2 separate regions of the Gossypium hirsutum genome follow, and region 2 is linked to region 1. The links are chromatin contacts, called in public Hi-C maps. All regions are on one chromosome and are shown on one strand. Each heading gives the region's core, a stretch centred on a gene start, on an enhancer-like site or on the middle of the called end of the contact. The rest is flanking DNA. Distances are from core to core; before and after follow the strand shown.

The links. Hi-C and Micro-C count contacts between places; a contact is called where the count stands out from the background.
Region 2: a contact with region 1 is called in a Hi-C map of leaf, with 2.1 times the contacts expected there. The contact joins the promoter of LOC107899444 here to the promoter of LOC107899437 in region 1. A contact is called at or near these places in 2 of 34 Hi-C or Micro-C datasets (both in leaf).

The regions. Positions count from the first base shown.
Region 1 is chrD04:18,234,863-18,239,314 of Gossypium_hirsutum_v2.1, reverse strand. It overlaps LOC107899437, which reads right to left and starts at 2,001. Exons shown (of 5, transcript XR_001684683.2): 1 at 1,746-2,001; 2 at 1,109-1,176; 3 at 923-1,008; 4 at 295-342; 5 at 1-223. It overlaps LOC107898219, which reads right to left and starts at 4,277. Exons shown (of 1, transcript XM_016823751.1): 1 at 3,603-4,277. The coding sequence starts at 4,277. The coding sequence ends at 3,603.
Region 2 is chrD04:18,411,918-18,416,369 of Gossypium_hirsutum_v2.1, reverse strand. It overlaps LOC107899444 (protein IQ-DOMAIN 1), which reads right to left and starts at 2,558. Exons shown (of 6, transcript XM_016825164.2): 1 at 2,214-2,558; 2 at 1,902-1,983; 3 at 1,518-1,817; 4 at 868-1,095; 5 at 243-362; 6 at 1-101. The coding sequence starts at 1,970.

The DNA.
Region 1 (4,452 bases), core at 752-3,251:
AAGTGGAACGATACTGTCAATTTACATAATCTGAAAAATACATAAAAGAATGATAGATGTGTTTTGCAAGGAACATCAGTGTGAATACAGATACCTGTTTTTCCATTTCCTTGGTAGCGGAAAACAGATAAAATTTGATATCATTCTTCTGAATGTATAGTGCAAATGCTTGCAAGTTACGAATGTCGTTCATCATAAGATCCTGGATTCCCGGATGTTGCACCTGCCATAAGCTTGAATGGTCAAAATCACATAGACATATGAGGTTTTAAAATCATTTTCAAGGGGACTTACCTTAACAACAACATCGATCTTATCACCTCTCAATCCTGCTTGATGAACCTAATTCAGATACAAACATATGTTAAGGTATATCCACTAGATTCTTGTAAGCATTATCCTATTTTCAGAACCCGAGAACCCCGCAAAACTGTTAAACTTTATGGTAGCATTAAAACAGCAAATGTGTCATATCCTGTTGTATGTTGGCAAGCATGAAGCTTATTTAATGAAAATGCTCAGCCTTCAAAGATTTTATATGTTTAAATACATAAACCAATACCCTTCCCAGCATGCTCATATAAAACTTCAAGCCAGGTAAAGAAATGAAAAAGTAATACATGTGCGATTGATGCAGAACCAAGAGGATTTACATCAAAATTCTAAAAAATTTCACCGATGCTTCGACCAAACTCCTCTAAAACAAGTTGAACAGCATCAAATGTCGTAACATATATAGAAAACAACATGAAACAAAGAAGCACATTTCTATTAAATTATGACACCATCCTCTTATAGAGTTCTTTAATGAAGTAATTCAATAACTCATATCATACAAAATAACCTATACAAAGCCAATTTAATGCATTCGAGTCATGATCAATGTCAAATTATAAAACATAGAGAAAGATAATCCACAAACCTTGAAAATTGAAATCATCAACGAGCACAAAGCATTCCAGCAAAGGATCCTCAAGAAGAGACCTGCAATACGACTGGTAGGTTCCCCTACACACACACAAGTTGCAGAATCAATACAAATATCCACTGAACACAAACAAAAAACAATCAACCATACAAATAAACAATCAACAAAAGTAAAATTCACCTCCAATATAAAAAGATAACCTTATATCCAGCCTTGATAAAATACCTACAAATAATCGTTTTTTACGTCTGCAATATGCATGTTTAAATGTTAAAATGTTTGGAAATCAACTAGTAGAAATCGTAAACTTCCAGATTGCTTACTTGCAAAATAAAAGCAAAATGAAAAATTAATATAATTCCAAAATAAGCAACAAGCCAGTTGCGAAAATTTTACAGATCAAGAAACATATAAGTAAAATTCAATGGGAAACAAGAAATAAGTCTTGAAACAAATCAATTTTTTTCTGGAAATCTTGAATTTTTTTTAAATCTAGAAAAAAAAACATTGTCGAATTAATGAAAACTTGGGGGAAACAAAAAGAAAAAGACCTGATAAAATCAAATTCTTTTTATTTCTACAAATTTTTTGGTTCATCTAAAAAAGCGTTGGCAGAGTAATAGTTAGGGGAAAACAAGTTCCAGAAAAAAAAACAAATTTATTTTTTAAATCTTCACTTTTCTTTGTTAATCTGGGAAAAAATCATCCCCAAATTAAGCCAAATTCAGGGAAACAAAAAATCCTCAAAAAAAAGTAAATCTTTTGAAGAGAGATGAAGATGAAGAACGAATAATATGAAAATTTTAACATAACTTACCTTTAATCAGGATGAACAATCTGAAGCGGGTGAGCTTATGCATATCGTTGATTTCAACCCAGGTTTCAATTTGGGAAAATAATTGGGGAAAGCAAGAGGGGACATTTTGGTCCAGCTATGGTTTCATTTTCATTCCATCCTGAATGGAATCGCAATTCTTAACCCATGTGACGGAATGTGTATTACGAGCCTTCCCGTAATACAGTCGGTTTCCATTACCGGCCTATTCGCAAATACCCCCAACCAAACAAAGTAATAAATTGGGCCTACCGAATAGACAAGTAAAAGTTATGGGATTACACTCAACCAAACATGATATAAAGTTGTTATTCCCATAGAAATAGGGTTAATTTAGAGCCCATAGCCATATAATCTACTTACAAAGCATTTATAACTTTTGACACTTTACACGTGCTTTTCTAAGATTCATATTTGTTTTACATTAAAGGTGAGTTTGGATGGACAGTGCGTTTATCTGCGATTAGTGTAAAAATAGCGGTAGTGGTGAGATTAGATACTGTAGCGTGAGAAAAAAAGTAAGTAAATGCGCCACACCGCACTCAATCGTCCATCCAAACTCACCCTAAATCAACATAGCCGTCTACCATGAACTTTTGAGTTCATGGTTCTAATGATTAAAAAATTATAATAAAAAATATGAATATCATAATATATTTTTCAAAAGATCATAAGAATCTATAATATCACACTATATGATATTCTAAATATATCGCATGCATATCCTGACTTCTAGTAATTTTATGAGTAACCAATGAAGGAAAAAAAATTGATGTGAATTATAAATCAAGAATTACATTCCAATCATGCAATTGCCCAATCAACAATCTCATGTTATATATTCAATCTAAATTATTAAGAAAACTTTAAAAACTTAATTCATAACTAATCAAAACTAAAAATTTTAACATAATTCCAAATACTCCTAAGAACAAATTAATCTAAAAACATTAATTCTCAATTGTTAGAACTGTAAAAACAAGATCTAATATAAACTTAAAACTATAAATCAGGATCTGTTATGTCAAATCACTTAAAACAAAACTAGATATGGAAGCGTACCTAAGTTCATTGATTTCTTGAAATCCAAATTAGCACACAAGAAATTTAGAGAAACTAAATATGAAATATTAGTAAAGTTATCTGATGTGTAATTTGGGAAGCATAGCCCTAATATATAACTTTTGCATATTAATCCTAATTTCTAATCAACCCATCATTAATTAGAAATTAGTTATTAGAATATTTACATATATTTGACTCATACTTTATTTAATAATTAAAATTCGATAAACCTTAATCAAATTAGATCACTATTAAATTGGGCTAATCTATTATGATAGTAAATAATAACTTGTTGATACGAACCCACCCAGGGACTCAGCTAACTTCAATCGAGATCCAATCAAGCTACAAATTAGTCCAATTAATCGAGCTCGATCCAAGCATTCAAAGAAGCAAATTCGGCTTTGGTGGACAGATTTGGAAAAAGGCTTCCACCGATCGAGCTTGGGATTGCTCGTCTAGATCCTTTGCACTTTACTTCAAGCTGATTTGCCATTTAGCTAGCTAAACTAGCTGTTGAATAAGTTTCAAACATTCTTGATTATTTCGGTTTAATTAGCTTTGTTTTAAGTTTCTACAGCTTAATTACATGTCTGATTGATTTGTTTATAATTTTATCATTATCATTCGGTCATTATTTTGTCTTAGCATGCTGCATATTTAAGTCATTACATATTTAATTCATGTCATTGATGGTCCATTAAGCATGTCCAATTTCAGACAGATTTATTACATATTTATTATTTTTTTGAAAAAAACCCGAAGGTTAAAACTTTAATTGATCGCATCCTTTAAAACAAGATCATGGATCTCCGTCGGAAAATCCATGTTAAAATCCATACAACTCTTGTTAATAAAAGCCCATTTACAAAGAGCATCAGCTACTTTGTTACAACACCGAGGGGCCCAATTAGCCTTAAAAAAATTGAAACCAGCAGTGTGCTTACGAATCTCTTTCACCTGGTGGCCTATCAACGTCAAGTCCTCCTTTCTGCTATTGAAACGATTAACAATGCTTGCACAATCAGACTCCACCGACACATACTTCCAGTTTTTAGACCGAGCGTACTTGATACTCTCATCCAAGGCATACATCTCCGCCCACTCAATACTCGAAACTTTGTCAATCATGCCCACATGCCCCCCGTAAACGAAACCATCAGCATCCCTTGCCACCAGACCATAAAACACCAAGCTCTCCTGAATAGTAGCATCAAAGTTGATCTTGATAAACCCTGCCTCAGGCTTCTGCCAGACTCTTTCCACAATGGGCTTAGGGATCATCGGCCTATCCAACAGATTAAAAATATGGAAATCCTTATTCAAAGCCGCAGCCTTGTCCCAAATCACCTTGGCATCCTCCTCCACGTTACGAAACACTTTACTGTTTCTACCATTCCAAATATTCCATAGGGTAGCAATAAAATCCGACATAGCCTTCTTATCCATCACTCGGGCAGCATCCTCGATCTAGTCCACGCACCGATCATAGGTGCCCTGGAGCAGCTTCTGATTCAAACCCCCATACCGCAACACAGACCTAGCGCTAGGACAATCTCTCAAAGCATGGATGAGGGTTTCCCTCTCAATACCGCATCTCGGGCACAAGTTGTTGAAGTCCCTC
Region 2 (4,452 bases), core at 1,309-3,808, 180 kb before region 1:
CGGGCTGCCATCCATCGCTCTAACCAACTCCAACCCCAGTGCGAATTACTTGGATCCATAAATGTTTGATTCACTGATCTAGAACAGTTCTTCCACGATCGCTGTTAACAGAAAAGAAAAACGAGGGTCATTTAGCTCTGTAACAAATTTAGATTCATGATTCTACATTTGGATTGTAAATATGAAAAGCATTACACAGTTATCTACATTCTTGCAAACAAAAAGTTTGTAGAACCCGATACCTGGTGACAGTATGCATAAGCCAATGCTCTTTCCCTTTTCATAGTAGCTTCTTGCTTATTTTGTTGTCTTGCTTCGATCTGCTCCTTCGACTGTGTACTATCGTTCCAGTCTTCTCCCATCTGCAAATTACACGTTTAAACAACAAATCCGTAGATTCAACAGCGTTCATATACATTCTGCTTAAATAGTAGAAACAGTAGGACTTATAAGTAAAATGCTTCTGCTATCAGCCTTAAAAGGTTTTCCACAAAGTCCAAATGTTGGGAAAGGTAGTCTTTCAGTATGAGACAGGTTTCATACATAATACCACCTTCATTGTTTTCCGGAAGGTCGGATCTTTCACTAAAGGAGTTTTAAAGGTAGTGGAAAATACAACAAAACCGATCATCAAATGGAAGAAAATTACTTCAAAGAAAAACATGAGGGCTCAACCCTCTAGAAATTCAGTATTTGTATGCAAAACTCTAGAGGACAGATTGTGTTATGAGTTTGGTAAAAGGTACAGTAAAGTCCAAATAGGGTCAAGATCCATAAAAAAATGGTCCAAGGAAAGCCAAAAAGTCGAAGAAGATTTAGGAAATCATGAGCTCAAAGCATAAAATGTGCTAAAATCGAGGAACTTACGGGAGCTCTCAACTTCTCGAGCTCTTTCTGGCATTTCTGTTGAAGCTGGCGCTGAAGAGCCTGGTTCTCTTCTGACATTCTAATCCTCCTTGCAGAAATCTCAGACTGCAGACGAGCTAGAGTCTGCATGCATCTTAACGTTGTAGTTGCTTGGCGTTTGACGGATTGCCCTCTGATCAACGATTTCAACCTTACCAACCCTCTCAAAGCTCGCAGTGCCCTCCTAGCCTGAGAACTCAAATGCCATAACTCATAGCATGAATATGATTAATCGCTCACAAAACAAATGATTCAGGAGAATTTATGATTATACTACACATCACCATCACTCAAGAACACCTTTCGTAATCATCATCAACATAATTAGCCACAAGTAATCATCAAGAAAGGCCGATACGAACAAAATGTCCAACGATCATTTCAAAATCAATAACAACGTTCAATTCAAGCAATAGCACCGACATGGACGACAACAATGGAAAATCCAGTAAAACTTCATACATATATGTTTATATAAACAACAGGCGAACACAATGTATTTTCGGATCCTTCAAAAATGTTTGAATTCATTAAGTAATAAATAAGAACATAAAACATCAAAATTAAGCAAAAAGAAAAGAAAAGAAAAGGAATGATATATATATATATACCAAATATCCACGAAATGCTGTTTGAATCCTGATAGCAGCTATTTCCTCCTTTGACTTCCCCAGACGGCGCGGCTGAGAAGTGAGACGGACAACTTCAGCAGCCGCCTGAGCAGCTGCCACCGCGGCCTCGGCCGCCACAGCGGTTGCAAGAGCCACAGAGTAGGCATGTTTGCTTTGTTCGTTTTCAGCTTCTTTTAACTTTACATCTTCAGTTATCACTTCAGTTTCTTCAGGCACAGACACAGGTCCCAAATCTTTGCTTTTTCCGAACCATTTTTTCTTTGGCTTTGGAGTTTGGTGCTGAAATTAATTAAAAACAACAAATCTAAGAAAACCCAAACCGAAAAAAGAAATCCATTAGATTATGAATTAAATCATTGAAACCTGAGATTTCTTGGATTCAGGGCTCAAAGCTTTCTTCACAATAGAAAACCAGCCACCTTTTTTTCCCATCTGTAAATAATTCCTGTTCTTCAAGAACATGAAATTCAATGAGAATTAATATTTATAAAAGAAAAATGAATTCAATCTGAGAAATGAAGAACAACCCAGATTCCAGAAATAGAAGATCTTTACGAAAAAAAAACCATATCAAAGTTTCCAAATTTGAACAGTTTTATTAAGACAAAAACTCAATAAATACGTTCAAAATGAAAACAAAAATGTACCCAGGAAACTACTGAAAATTTACAATACCTTGGTACATAGAAAAATTCTCACAGATCTCAGTTAAAAGATTGATAAGTCACATTCTATCTCTTAGTTGTTCTTGTTGTGTACTAAAACAAAAATGCAGTAATTAAAAATCGAAGAGAGAGAAGTGGATCTAGGCAAAAAATAAAGCTTGAAAGAGAGCAAAAATGGCGGAAAATAATAATAAAAGAACAGGTTGGCATTTGCAGAGGATAACTAAGAAAAGTTGGGACCCAGCATGTCCCCTAGACCACTTTAAAATAAATTAATCAAAACAAGCAACAAAACATAACTGCTGCGGCAACACCAAGCAAGTACACTACAAAAAGTTGTCTTACTATTATTCTTGTCATTATTAGCGTTACTCGTCAGATTCCATTTAACTTATTTAGTCATTCCATTATTCCAAAATTCTTTAGTCATCCGTTTTTACTACCACAAATATAATTTCACATTTTTTAAAATTTAACTTTAATATTTATACATTGCGTTAATTTAGTCTTAATTCTATAAAAAATTATCCTCAATATTTACACATTTTATAATTAGATTTTTTTTGTAATTTTTTTTATTTGAGACATTGATGGTTAATTTTAAAAGAATGAAAAAAAAAGATGAAAAATATTATCTTGAATTTGGTATTTTCATTTTTGATATATTTTCGACTAAAATTAGTTGATAGATTTTCTTTTTTAGATTTTTAGGTGAAAGGGTCACAAACAAAAATAAAAAATTGAAAAAAAAACAAATCACTATGTGTAGACGTTAAAGATTTTATTTTTAGAATCAAAACTAAATTGATACAATGCATAAATGTCGATGGTTAAATTTGCTATTTACCAATTTTAAAAGTTGTCACGTCATCTTCTCATTAGTCATTTAACATTCGGTGATAAAAAAAAATTTAATAGTTGAGTAACCAAAAAAATATTTACCAATAATTGAGTAACTACAAGTGTAGTTTACCCTTATTGTTGTTGTTATTCCTGTTATTATTATTTGGTTTTTTTTGTAAATAATACAAATAAAAAAATAATAATATATTCTATGAATTATTTATTGAAATAGTATGAAATGAACAGTGTTATTTCGATTTATCCTTGAATCGTCATAGATAAACATTGGCGATTTAACTCCCAAGGCGTTAGAGAACTTTTTTCTCGACGAGTAGGGATAAAAAAATCTAAACCGTTCAATAGATTTCGAACCATTCTATTTTGAATGGAGAGATTTTTTTTTATTTAAAATGGATGCAGAACAAGTTGGACTTTCTTTTGACAATGGGTGTAATGATTATGGTAATTAATTGGCTCATCCCGTCCCACTCCACTATACAAAATTGTTATTTTACCTTTGTGTATATAATTAGTAAAAGAGTAAAAATATAGAAATGTGATATAGAAAACTCATATGTTTTATGTTTAGACATTCTTTTTGAAGAATTATCTTTAAATATTTACTTGCCTTTTAAAAAGATTAAAAATAACTAGTAAAAATTAAATCGAATCAAGATGGTACGATGTGAGGATGGATGCATCCAACGTCTATAGAGATTTTTAATGTTACACGTTCATAATGGAGTGGGGCAGGTGGTGGGGTAAATGATGCCAACAATAGAATGGTAATAGATTTGACAACATCCACCCTTGTTCTACTCCGTTGTCATCCCTATTAATGAGACCCTAACCAGACCCTTTTAGATTGAGAAAAAGGGTTTCACACTCAGGGGCAAATCTAGGAACTTTTTAGGAGGTTAGAATTGAATAATAAATTTTATAATCTATTGATTTATGGTTTCATCATTTTTTAAGGAATAAAACATCATTTTCTTCATTTTTGAGGGCCAAAAGTACAATTTTTCCATAAATTATCTTTTAATTTAATTATTTTATAGGGAACTTAAATATCAATTTTTTATTTGAAGGGAAAGGCCCCTGACACCCTTAGAGTCACATTTGTTCCCACCTTTAACACCCCATACCTAACCCGATCGTTAGGTTTGAGCTACGAGTTGTCACATCCGTTGTCGAAACAACTACGATAAACTAAATTCAAATTCCATTATTAAACAATTAGATACGAGTATTACATGCCTAAAACATTATATATGATCATTTTTGGGCCATATACATGCTTGCGAAAGCTCAATACTATCCCGGGGTCGAATCAGGACTAAAATGCAATGTTTTCAAAATTTCCCTGGCTTTTGTTGCGACTTCACACCCTGAAGTCGCGACACTAG